2 separate regions of the Zea mays genome follow, and region 1 is linked to region 2. Evidence: chromatin contacts called from public Hi-C data. All regions are on one chromosome and are shown on one strand. The core of a region is the stretch at or near the end of the contact, and the rest is flanking DNA. Distances in the headings are between cores, read along the strand shown. Region 1 holds the start of LOC100281263. Region 2 holds the start of LOC100274986.

Region 1 (6,509 bases), core at 2,253-4,752, 260 kb before region 2:
CGGGAAAACAGTGCAACCATGAGGGTGGAATGGGGTGCCCTTAGCTGAATAATTAGAGGATCCGGGGTGTAGTTCGCTTAGCCGTCGTGCCGTCAATGGGGCTCGGTGTATGCGGCTCGCTCTGCCAAGCTTGGGTTCGCCCCCTTGGGGAGGAGTGCGATGCATTTAGGAAACCTAACGGGCGGCTACAACCCCGAGGAATCTTTGTAAAGGCTACGTAGTGATGCCCTGCTGGACCACCTAGGCAGTGGTCAATGGGGAGTAGCTCTCTCCGGGCAGAAAGGGAATCACGGCTTGTGGGTAAAGTGCACAACCTCTGCAGAGTGTTTGAAAACTGATATATCAGCCGTGCTCGCGGTTATGAGCGGCCAAGGGAGCTCCAGTGATTAGTGGTACTTGATCAGAGACATTTTGGTTTACAGGTGGCAACGAGACTGATGGTTTTAGTTATGGCTATGGTGCTGGTAAGTGGTATTCTTTCCGTTTGGAAAGGGTACATCGGGCTAATAACTTGGGTTAATGCTAAAACCTGGCTTCCTATTAGTAAATAATAATCTGACCAACTAAAAGCAACTGCTTGACTTATCCCCACATAAAGCTAGTCCACTACAGCCAAACAGGATACTTGCTGAGTATGTTGATGTGTACTCACCCTTGCTCTACACACCAAACCCCCCATCCCTAGGTTGTCAGCATTGCAACCACTGCTCAGGAGAAGATGAAGCCGTGGAAGGAGACTTCCAGGAGTTCCAAGACTACGACGAGTTCTAGGCGTGGGTTAGCGGCAACCCCCAGTCGGCTGCTTGTGAAGGCCGCGTTTATCTACGTTTCTTTTCCGCACTTTGATTTATTGTAAGGACTATGTGGGCGTCTCAGACGTATGATGTAATCGACTATTATTTCCCTTTTAATACTATTTGAGCACTGTGTGATGATGTCCATGTTATGTAACTGCTGTGTACGTGAATTGCTGATCCTGGCACGTACATGGTTCGCATTCGGTTTGCCTTCTAAAACCGGGTGTGACAACCACTGGGGGTGATGAAGCTGGTTTTTGGCTCATCTTCCTTCTTCATCCAGATTTGATAATAGCCTGAATAACAATCTAATAGACTCATGAGCTCTAACGAAGCTGCTGCATCTACTAGAGAATCTATCCTTGGTAATGGAAATTCATCCTTCGGACAAGCCTTGTTGAGATCAGTAAAATCAATGCACATTCTCCATTTACCATTGGCCTTCTTCACCATAACAGTGTTAGCTAGCCATTCTGGATATTTTACTTCTCTGATGACTCCAGCGCTAAGAAGTCTTTTCACTTCATTCCGAGCACCTTCGGCTTTGTCATCAGACATTTTCTGAAGCCTCTTCTTTCTGGGTCTGAAGGATGGATCAACATTGAGCGAGTGTTCAATAACATCCCTGTTGACACCACAGAGATCATTAGCTAACCATGCGAAGACATCTTTGTTATTGAACAGGAACCTTATCAGGGTTTTCTCCTGCTCCTCAGACAATTGAGATCCTAGCAGCACCTTCTGCTCTGCTATATCTTCACATAAAAGCATGGGCTTTGGCTGATCAGCCGAAGCAGCCTTCTCCCTTCTGTATTTGTATTGCTCACAAGCTTCGGCCTCATCTATGTTATGGATTGCTTTTGAATCTGTCCAGTTTCCTTCGGCCTTTCTGGCAGCTTCCTGACTTCCATGAATAGCAATAGGCCCTTGATCCGAAGGTATCTTCATGCAAAGATATGCTGGGTGAAGAATTGCTTCAAAAGCATTGAGTGTCCCACGACTAATGATTGCATTGTAGGGGTACTCCATGTCGACAATATCGAACACAACTTCCTCAGTCCTTGTATTGTTCACAAATCCGAAGGTCACTGGCATTGTGATCTTGCCAAGCGCTACAATCTGCCTTCCTCCGAAACCACAAAGAGGGTGTGTAGCATCATGAATCTTATCCTCTGGCTCTTGCATCTGTCTGTAGGCCTTAGCAAATATAATATCCGCTGCACTGCCTGTATCAACCAGAACATTGTGGACCAGAAATCCTTTGATGACACAAGAAATAACCATAGCATCATTGTGAGGGTAATCCTTGAGCTGAAGGTCCTCTTGGGAGAAGGTAATTGGGATGTGGGACCATCTTGACTTGATGAAAGGTCCTTGCACCCCGACATGATGTACCCTTCTCTGTGCCTCCTTCTTCTACTTCTTGTTGGCTGGCTCTGAGCATGAACCGCCTGTTATCGGGAGTATCAGCTTCGGAGCCGAAGCAGCTCCATTTTGATTGTTGAACGAAGCCATCAGCTCAAAAAAGTGGAAGTGAGTTCACCGGAGGTGGACGCCAATGTTGGGGACTTGTTCTCAAATGCTATGAATTAAGAACAAGGCAACACAAAAATGTTAAGTATTAATGCTCTTCATCCGCTGAAGCATTATCTCCCCAAGGATTTAATGAGCTTCGGACGAAGGTCATGAGTAAAATATCACGAAGGTCACACCTTCGTGATCAGACTTATAAAACAATATGAAACATGAAACATTATAGAAAGATATATTAAAAATAGATAGCTCTATTCGCACATTTTATTATGTGAACTTTAAATATTAAAATACAGTATTCAAGTACATTTATACCTTCGTCTTAGCAGAAAACAATAATTCCAGCGTAATGTGTCGGCAGCTACAGGATTGCGTGAACAGTACATGGGTACTATTCATCTATTTATAAGCACAGGGCGCAGCCTGTGTAAAATTACATTTATACCCCTTACAATCGACTATAATAATGACACAAAACATTGCGGGTCTTTTAAGTCATTTCATCTTTAAGTCGGTCCACCCCTTCGTCTTGAGATCTGTCACCGTGCCGAAGCTTTATAGGTGATAGCTTCGGCGCTGCTTCTGATAGGATCTGCCGAAGGTGTTCTATTTCTTTAGGATCTTCGGCTACGAAGCATACCTCAACAATTCTTTTATTGTTTCTCCACATGTTCCTTCCCACATAGTACCCTCTTTCAAACTATGTATGCATCCGCACATATTGTACATTTATTAAATGTATAGCAAAATGCGTTTTCCGTTTCTATTTTCTGATAAGGAAGATTTTCATTGTATTTAAAAGTCTGATTAAAATCATCTCCCGGCCTTGCATCTACAAGATGTACACAGCCAGAAAAGAAAGAAAGAATTAGAGAACATGACAAACATGATGTTATTGGCTACATGACTAGAAAAATCAAATGTATTGTAGTTTTTTTACAAGTATTGTATTGTACTATTGTAGTTTGGAATTGAGGGACCATATGAAAGAGCCAGTGATTTTTGGAGTTTTGACCTGTCACTTTCCCGTATTTGACTCATTAGCGACGCATGTTTGATGCCGCCAAACATGTTTTCTGTTCCGCGAGCGAGCAAGTGTGGTGTGGAGTGTTGACCCCACAGTACAGAGGCCACCAACCTTTTGACACCCCACAGTCACTCTCTCCCACTCATTAAATACGCGCGCACGAGCCCCACAACGCTCTCACGACACTCCACACTCCAAGCGAGCTAGAGCTAGAGCTATAGAGATCACTCTCCTTCTCCGCGTGAGGTAGTGACGCCCAGCCATGGCAACAATGGCACTGCGCGCCGTGGCAACGGCGCTGCTGGTGGTGGCGGCGTCCGTGTGCGGCGCGTCGGCGTCGACGCTGGTGCTGTACAACCGGTGCGGGGAGACGGTGTGGCCGGGCATCCAGCCGAGCGCCGGGAAGGAGGTGCTGGCGCGCGGCGGGCTGCAGCTGGCGCCGGGGCGGTCGGCGTCGGTGCGGCTCCCCGCGGGGTGGTCGGGGCGCGTGTGGGGGCGGCAGGGGTGCTCGTTCGACGCGGCGGGGCGCGGGCGGTGCGCCACGGGCGACTGCGGCGGCGCGCTCTACTGCGGCGGCGCCGGGGGCGCGCCGCCGGCCACGCTGGCGGAGATCACCCTGGGCACCGCGTCGTCCCAGGACTTCTACGACGTGAGCCTTGTGGACGGGTACAACATCCCCATCGCGATGACGCCGGTGCACGGGTCGGGCGCCCGGTGCGCGGCGGCCGGGTGCGTGAGCGACCTGAACCGCGTGTGCCCCGCGGGGCTCGCCGTCCGCGGCGAGGGCCGCGTGGTGGGGTGCCGCAGCGCCTGCGCCGCCTACGGCGCGCCGCAGTACTGCTGCACGGGGCAGTTCGGGAGCCCCCAGCAGTGCAAGCCCACGGCCTACTCCCGCCTCTTCAAGTCGGCGTGCCCCAAGGCTTACTCCTACGCCTACGACGACCCGACGTCCATCCTCACCTGCTCCGCCGGCGCCTCCTACGTCGTCACCTTCTGCCCGCACCGCCGCTGAACTTTTATTTTTTTAAGGTCTTCGGCCGCGTGTTGTTAGTTATCCTCTGCCTGCGTTTGCGTTTTGATGTTCTGGCGTGCGTTCGTTTCACTTGCCTCCGTCACGCGTCTTCGGAATCTCCAGATCTTCCTCCCTAAGTATAGCAATGCACTCGGCTCTACTGCTGCTGCGTTTTGAAAACCTGGGATCTGAAATCTTGAACAGTAAAAAGTAGCTGCGGGCATTCTCCAGATCTGGATCGTTGCACAGCAGGACAAACACAAAAGGGAAGCAGGTCGTGCAGTGAACCAACAGTACGCCGCATTAGCTACAGGAGGGTGAGGCGAGTAGCTAGTGTAGGCCTCTTTTGGCCGCCACAGGGAGAGTGAGGGACGGGACGTCACGGACGATCGGACCGGACGCCCATCATAATTTAAAAATTTATTCCGGGGAGCGCGATCTCCGAGGCTACTTTTTCCCTGCAGCAGGCAGCACGTGGAGCAGTAGTTACGGTCGGTCGCTATGGCTTTCACCGAGGCGACAGGCCGGAGACCCGGAGCTCATCGGATTCCGGCCGGTTCGTCTTGGCTCTTGAGCCGCCTCCGGCGTCCGGGTTCCAGCCGTCCACGGGCGCGACCGGGCCCGGCACTCGGAGCCGCTGTCAAAAGGGGAAAAAAAACTGTGGTCCAAATGACTCGCAGGCAGCCCAACATTCTCATGCTACTCGGGCGTCGCTTAGGGCATGTACAGTGAACATCAATACGGTTCTAAGAGACAACTAAAAACTTTATTATACAATAGAATATCTATAAATATAGCTTATTAATAAATACATACTCCCTCCGGTTTCCTATTAGTTGTCGTTTTGGATAAGGTTTGAGTCAAACTTATAAAATTTTGACTACAAATAACTATTTTGTTATTTAGTTTTGGAACCTAATATTTATATGCACCAATTTATCATAAAAAGTACTTTTATAAAAGTATAAATGTATTAAGAGTTCATTTGTATTTTAACAAAAAATATTGGTCAAAGTTATATTTTGGAGACCGTGTCGTTGTCCTAAACGACAACTAATAGGAAACCGGAGGGAGTAAGTAAATGTGCTTGTATATAGTATCGAATCGATAGAACAAACGATAAATTTGTACAACGAGAAGTGAGAAGACTGTTGCTATTTGTGTTACGAGCTAGATACGTCTCTTTACGAAGAGATAAATATATGATTTTTTTGCAAAAAGATATCTAAAAATCATATACATTAAACACCACTGTAGATGCCTTTAATTCATTTTTTAACCGGAACATTCTCATATTACTCGGGCGTCGCTTGTACACACCAAAACGTTCTCTAATCAGAGACAACTAAACAATTTAAAAAATCTATTATATAATACAGTGCATATATGTAGGCTATTGATAAATACAAAAGTAAATGTATTTATATATCATTGGATCAATAAAATAGACGACAGATTTGTAAAGTGAGAAGTGATATGTCTGTGGGTTACACGTATCTTTACGGAGAAAACGGCTCCACGATTTTTCTTTAAAAACGCTCTTTAGCTAAATTAAACATTACTCTATATATATATAATATATCCTTAATTCATTTTTTAACCGTGGTCTGGTTGTTTGTTTTGGTTGTTGCCAGAATGCCAGTTGCCACCCACTAGTGTTCTATCCTGGCGTTACTCCACTGCACCTACTACTAGTGCCAGTCAACCACGGGTGGCCGGCCGCGTGTACTGCCAGTAACTTTGGATTCTCTGAGCAGCCTGGAACGTGTCTGCGCTGCGGCTCTGCCTACTGCTGCCTGGTGGAGCGGTGGTGGCTCGGCTTGGCCTGATCGGCCGCCAGGTTATGCAGAGTCGGTCACTCGGTGGCTGTGCCTGGCGATGGTGAGCCGTCCTCTGTTTCAGGGTAGCTAAGAGGCACAGTAACTGCAATGAATACAGTTGGCCAAGTGCTCATATATTGATTAACCTATGACAATTAACCCATAAAAGATGAACGAACAGCAGATCTGTCCAAAATATCTGCATCACAAAAAACATAAATATGTAGATCTACTTACAACGCTTTCCAGGACTAGAGTAGAAGAACACGAGTGGACGTGCAAGACGCACTCCCAGAAACTTGATTCGATAGTACCCGTGC
Region 2 (6,503 bases), core at 632-3,131:
GAGGTGATATATATAGTTTTGGAGTGGTCTTGCTTGAGCTGCTCACAGGGAAGAGGCCTGTCCAGGTTTTGACCAAGTCGAAAGAACTTGTCCAATGGGTAAGAGAGATGAGGTCCCAAGGGAAGGATATTGAGGTCTTGGATCCAGCTCTCAGAGGAAGAGGACATGACGAGCAAATGCTGAATGTGCTTGAAGTAGCCTATAAGTGCATCAACCACAATCCTGGATTGAGGCCAACCATCCAAGAGGTGGTGTACTGCCTGGAAACCATAGTTGAGCCCCAGCAGGTGCAAGTGCAGCTGTAGTTAAAGGAGAACATATTGTAGGTGGTGATATTGTACTCCACCCGACTAGGTGTAACTTCAGTAGAAGGAAGAGTTTCTAACAAAGAGCACAGTAGTGTACATTTCTGAAAGAAAAGCCTCGCTCACTCGCTGTCATGAGGCCCTCCCTTATACAATTTTACTTATTCCTTCCGTGGAAATATTGCACCTCCTAGTTCAAACAATTGAACATGAAAAGTGCAAAAAAAGAGCATGGGGCTCTTGTTAAGTATGCGTTCGTTTGTACCCTAGCGAAGTTGTACAGGTGTGTATGTAAATCTTTGGAAAGAAAAGGCTCACAGCTATGAGCTTCCCTCTTCTTATCTGAAACCTATAGCACTCAAGTTCAATTGCAGGAACAGTGAAAGCACTTTGAAGGCATATTCAGCTATCAATTAATTCACAAACATTTCTAGAACTAGGTGTACAGATGCACGTATTTAAAAGATTGTTGTATAGATAGCATAATTGAGGAAGAAAGATGGACTTCGCTGTTTTTTAAAAAAAAAATAATCTGTGAAGGGGGACAAGATATACCATTCTTCAGAATTTTAGCTTACTGTTATTGCTCTGAGAGGGGGCAATTTATGAATCAGCGGTGTTCGTAATCTAACTTAAAGCATAGTCGGTATTGTTTGATTCCAGTTTTGGTTCCCTCCTCCGTCCACAACAATATGATGCGTAAGCCTACATGGTTTCCAGCAGTCCTAGAGCAACCACAGCAGCACAATGGTGGAAGCAAGACCATAAGCAATGCACACTTCCCCAGATTACAAAATCCTAACAGCCCGACAATTTTCACAATGCACAACGCCTAACACCAGCAAGCCCTAGCAAAAAAAAAAAAGCACAGCACCAACCTCTAACGCAAATGTCAACAGTCGCGGTTGCCGGCTGCTGCCTTCCGGTGGTCGCCCTCGCCCAGAAAGGAAGAACGCGCGCGAATCCATGAGGAACGGGAGGGGCCGCTCCGTCACGGCCAGTGGCTGTGCGGGCGGGGAGGCCGCCGCGGCCGGGGAAGGCGTCGCGGGCGTTCACCGCGATCCATGTTCACAGGTAGATGGGCCTTTTCTGGGCTAACACTTCCCGTTCTTACCGGCCCGTTTCACCCCCTGAGCAGGCGGCCAGGCGCGCTCGCGTATAAGCGCAACCCCGGCAGCCGCTGCCCGCGGCGCCTTCTCTTCTCGCCGCCCAAGCCGGAAACGGAAGACCGAGGAGATGGAACCGAGCGGCACAGGCCGTTGCAAGTTCTTGGAGGCTCCCAAACCTGGGTCGTCGATCAGGAAGTTCCAGTGATGCGTGTTGTTTCGGCAGTACTATGCTGTAGAAACTAGAAAATAGAGCGTCCGGTTTGGGGGGCCTTGTTCTTTGGCATCTGGATCTGAAACTGGCAGGAACTGTTTGCTGAGATTGGAATTTCCCCCCTCCCCTCTCTGCTGCAGCTGCCTTTGCAGACGTACAGATATTTACATGTTCACGTTCAGTAGCATGCATCCAAGACTGGCAACAGATCCTCCCATCAACCTCGTCGGCACTTGTTTGTATAATATATATAGGGGCAGGCAGGCCGGATGAACCAGCAGATGCCCATCCCCGCTCCTGCTTCTTCCCAGACCACGGCATGATCTCATATTGCGTTACTTGCGCCTGTGTACATATGTGGCCAGAGCCCAGGGGCATGGGCGCATACCAACGTCAAATATATAAAAACGGAGGGAGTATGCACTAGTAACGTGTCCAGTGATCCAATCATACGCTGCATACAACAATTCAGATCAGATGCGGCTGATGCCTCATCTCATCTAGGGCCTTTGTTTCGGATTCTGGCAGCTTCTGGCCACCAAAAGCTGTTACGGACTGTCAAACGTTTAACTTTTCAGGCAGCTTCTATAAAATTTATTGGGACAAAAACCATCAAAAATTAACATAAACACATAATCGGTTGAGTCGTTGTAACAGTAGGAATCCGTCACTTTCTAGATCCTGAGCCTTATGAATAACTTTATCTTCCTCCACACGTAATCGTAATGATACTCAGATTCTCCCCACATCCAGATTCTCTCCACAGCCAGATTTTTAGAAAAGCTGGTCAGAAAAAAGCTGAACCAAACAGACCCCTAATTTGCCGGCAGTGAAACTGTCGGTCAGGGACCGGACTAGGGGTGTTTGGCTGACCCGATAAAATTTATGAATTCTTTAGAAAAATATTGTTAAAGTTTAAGAAAATTTGTATCATGTATTAAATCTGGTCTTGCTGACTTCAACAATGTTGTTGGCTAGATTCGTCACGGCTGTCGGTACCCTATATAATTAGGTAGTGTCCATAGTCACGCGCGCGGACTCTGTTTGGTTCGCTACCTAACTCGCCACATTTTATCTAACTTTTCTTATTAAGATTAATTCTTTAACTCGAACGATTAATCTTAGTTAAAGTGTGACACAGTTAGCCACGAACTGTGGCAAAGGTAGCCGGAGCCCGTGCTCGCCGGCTGGGGGCAGGCCACGCGTAGCGCGGGGCGGTGGCGCCGCACGCCGCCGTACCGAAACCACCCATCGGGGCGCCGGGGAAAAGGAGCTCCGCTTTCCAGCCAAGAGGCACGGCTGTCTCTGGCTGATCCTCCGGCCCGTTTTTTTTTATTATTCTATCAAGGTGTAAGGCGTAAGGCGTGCACGCACGCACGGCGCCTTCCCACGCCGGCGAACAGAACAGATGTGTGGTGCGGTGGTCGCTTGACGAATGACTCCGTGCCTTTTTGGCGCCCTGTCTGTCTTTGTGCAATGATCTCTCTGCTCTGAAACTCAGCACAGCTGTGGTTCAGACTTTGGTTCCGTCCGAAGAAAAAACCGCTTTGAAACTCAGCGCAGAGCATGTTGGTGGCTGCAGCAGTGCAGCCTCCGTGCAGGTAGCGTTACGCAGCCTGACGGTTAGTGATTAGAACAGAACAGAGTACTACCGACCACCGTCATCAGAAGGGTTCTTTAATCCGTGTGTAAAACCAGTCTGAGGCGAAGTGGCCCACTGACATCTTCCCCTTCCCTTGCCTTCCGTGATTCCGTCGACGCCAACTAACCCCCGCTGGTTTTAGTTTTAGGCTTTTAGCTAGCGGCGTCATGCCAGTCGACGCAGTCAAAGATGCAGCACATGGCGCCCAGTTTGGGACGATGCGGGAAAAACAAAGGCAGGAAGCAGCACATGAGTTCCCACGGCAGGCACTCTAGAGTACATGCTAACGACGCCGCTTGCTACTACTCTAGAGTCTAGAGTACATGCATGCAAGCTAGTGGAATGACACAGTACTAGTAGTGCTCTATACTCCCTCTAGGGCTCTAGCCAACTCCCCACAGTCTCTCCTAGCTCGATCTATCCTTGCCTCTAGAGCACACCGCACGCTGGTCTCTGCAGAAGCAAGTGCAGATATGATGGGCCGTAGCAGCAGGAGCAGGGCCGTGGTGTGTCCGGCGCTGCTGCTGGCGGCGTTCGTCCTCCTCCTGCTCACCCCGCCGTGTTCATCGGCCGAGGCGCCGGCTGAGCTGAAGGCTGCAGCGGTGGTGCGACGGCGGATGCTGCTGCCGCTGCTGGCGGTGTCGCGGCCGTCCACGAGCCGGCAGGAGGCCGAGCAGCAGCAGCAGATGCGGGTCGGCGGCGGGACCACTCCCTTCAAGCAGGCCGCCGCGAGCTTGGGCCGGAAGATACCCAGATCCGGCCGGAATCCCATCCAGAACCGATGACAGAGAGAGAGGTACGAGTAGTACGACATCACCACATCACCTAAGCAGCTGGCCTGGTGCTAGCTAGCTTCAGCAAGAGGAGCAAAACCGCCCAGTGGATCAGCTCCAAAACAGTTACCAGGGCATATGGCAGCTACTACTGACGAACGTGCGCGAGGAAGAGGGCGTTCCGGTAGCCGGCAGCAGGCAGGCAGGCAGAGAGAGGAGGGATCGGATCGAGAGAGTGACGACGAACTCGGCTTGGAACAACACGAGCTGGGCGCAGCCGTCTGGGAAGAAAGGCGGCCTTGGATCGGATTTTGATGGGCGGGCCTCTTTAACTTTCCCGGCAGTAATGTTTTTGTCCGTGCAACCCTCGCTCACAGAGTTGCAGAACACTTGTACCGTTCGTTGTACGACAGCAGTTTCGACTGCCTTTCCTTTTTTTTTTTAAAAAAAAAAGAGCAGGAATAATGTAACAGATTGTTCACCCCTCCCCCCCCCCCCCCGCAAGCTGTAATTTGGAAAACGACGACATGTATGAACGAAGGGTTTACCTTGTTCCTCCGATCCTCTGAATAGATCTGGACCCCGGATGTTCCTTTTGCAGTCCCTGCAGTAGGACCGCCACATCACGCCATCCTGTAAAAGAAAAGGAAAAAAAAACTTGACCGACCATCAAAACTCAAAAGGGTGGGGGCACTGGTACCTAGAGAGCCCCTGCCAGCACCCGTATTCGTCCACCTCCTTCCTAGGATCCATTCCCCTGCCCTGTCGCCGTGGCGCCGATCCCTATGCGAGTGCACTGGCGCTGGCAGGCGGCTGTCACTGAATCTTCTGGGCCGCTGCTGAGTCATCAGACGGGATCGCAGCGGAAAATTCTTTACCTGCCGGTAATTAATGGCGATCTCGACTACTAGTCCCCGGCAGGCAAGGATCCCGCAGAAACAGACCGTCTCGTCCTCCTTGTTTATTCAGCCGCCACGTTCGCTCGCTCTGCAGTAAGTCAGTAACCACCGCTCCATGGCCGCTCCAAAGACTAAAAAGTGCCTCAGGTCGGTAATCTTCTACCGCTAATCAGAATAGAATCGAGTGGAAGGTAAGGGAATAAACTTGTTTGGACAGGTAACAGAGCAGAGCAGAGTATTCTCCGCGGCGCGTCACGTGCCCGCGTCACGTGATCCAGCTCCCTCCCTCTCCCGTCACTCAGTCTTAGACCCGGATCGAGGGTTTAGTAGCTAGCGGTGTCAGTCAAAGATGCAGCACATGACGCCCAGTTGGGGGAGATGCAGAGCAGCACATGAAAGGATCGATGCTCTCTGCGCCACGCACTCGCACTACTGCTGGTGCATGCCACTGCCCCCGGGGTAGTGATTAGTACTAGTCGCTACGCAGGATAGGGAGGCGTGGTGGCGATTATAGTATGTGTCACACTGTCACTAAGCCCACGTTATTAACTCCCACCGCTGTGTCTTCTCAATCCTTGCTCTAATCCCCACGCCAGTACCTGCAGTGTAGTACGTGTGCTGTGTCTTCCTCCCTTCCTTCCAAGCACGCTGCCCCAGGCGGACGGAACACACGACGCAGCAGCGGTCGTCTCGTCCTCGTCTCTGCAGATGACGGGCTGTTGTCGTCGCGGCAGCAGGAGCAGGGTGGTCTGTCGTCCCGCACTGGCGCTGCTACTGCTAGTGGCGCTGCTTCTCCTGCTGGGTCCGTGTTCGGCCGAGCTGAACGCCGGCGCGGGCCGGCGGCTGCTGGTGTCGCGGCCGTCGACGAGCCGGCAAAACAAGGCCGAGCAGCAGCAGCAGCAGCAGATGCGGGTCGGCGGGAGGAACACGCCCTTCAAGCAGGCCGCCGCCAGCTTCGGCCGGAGGATACCCAGATCCGGCTGGAACCCCATCCAGAACAGATGAGAGGTACGGACGGTAACGCGCCTCACACACACACACAAAAAAAAACAAGCTCTCATTGTTAGCCTGTGATCTAAGCTTAAGAGAATCTCAGCGTGGCGCGCATTTCATGTTTCAGGGACCGCGTCCTAGATGAAGCCGCCGTCCGTACGTCGGCGGCAGGGTCCCGGCATCTGATGGGCTGCGTCTTGGAAGCGTGCTCGAGCTCGGTCCAGGACTAGCTCAGAAACCACACGCGCACACACGGCGCGACCCATCGAGTTTTTTTTTTTTGGATCCTTGGCGCCGCTCATGCTTGTGTGTACAAGCTCGTACTAGCTTTTAAATTTTTGTAGTGCTACTCATCTCCTTTTTTTGGTTTAGATAGGTATTAGTGCAGGTTAATTAGCCAGTCAGGATGGGTAATGGCTAGCAGCTTATGTCAGGGTAGCCAGCTCTCCCCGTTTATTTCCACTTTTCTTGTTCACAAGTTCTTTTATTGGTTTGCTAGTATTCAGCTGTGGTATAAATAAACTCTCGGTACATGCAAGGCAGTAGCTCGTTGTATATTGTTGCCAATTAT

What was found. Hi-C and Micro-C count contacts between places; a contact is called where the count stands out from the background.
Region 1: a Hi-C map of endosperm shows a contact between it and region 2, with 4 times the contacts expected there. The contact joins the promoter of LOC100281263 here to the promoter of LOC100274986 in region 2. A contact is called at or near these places in 2 of 25 Hi-C or Micro-C datasets (endosperm and tassel).

What each region holds. Positions count from the first base shown.
Region 1 is chr5:53,392,843-53,399,351 of Zm-B73-REFERENCE-NAM-5.0, reverse strand. It overlaps LOC100281263, which reads left to right and starts at 3,502. Exons shown (of 1, transcript NM_001154182.2): 1 at 3,502-4,599. The coding sequence starts at 3,620. The coding sequence ends at 4,369.
Region 2 is chr5:53,127,062-53,133,564 of Zm-B73-REFERENCE-NAM-5.0, reverse strand. It overlaps LOC100274986, which reads right to left and starts at 1,881. Exons shown (of 4, transcript NM_001149214.2): 1 at 1,184-1,881. The coding sequence starts at 1,273.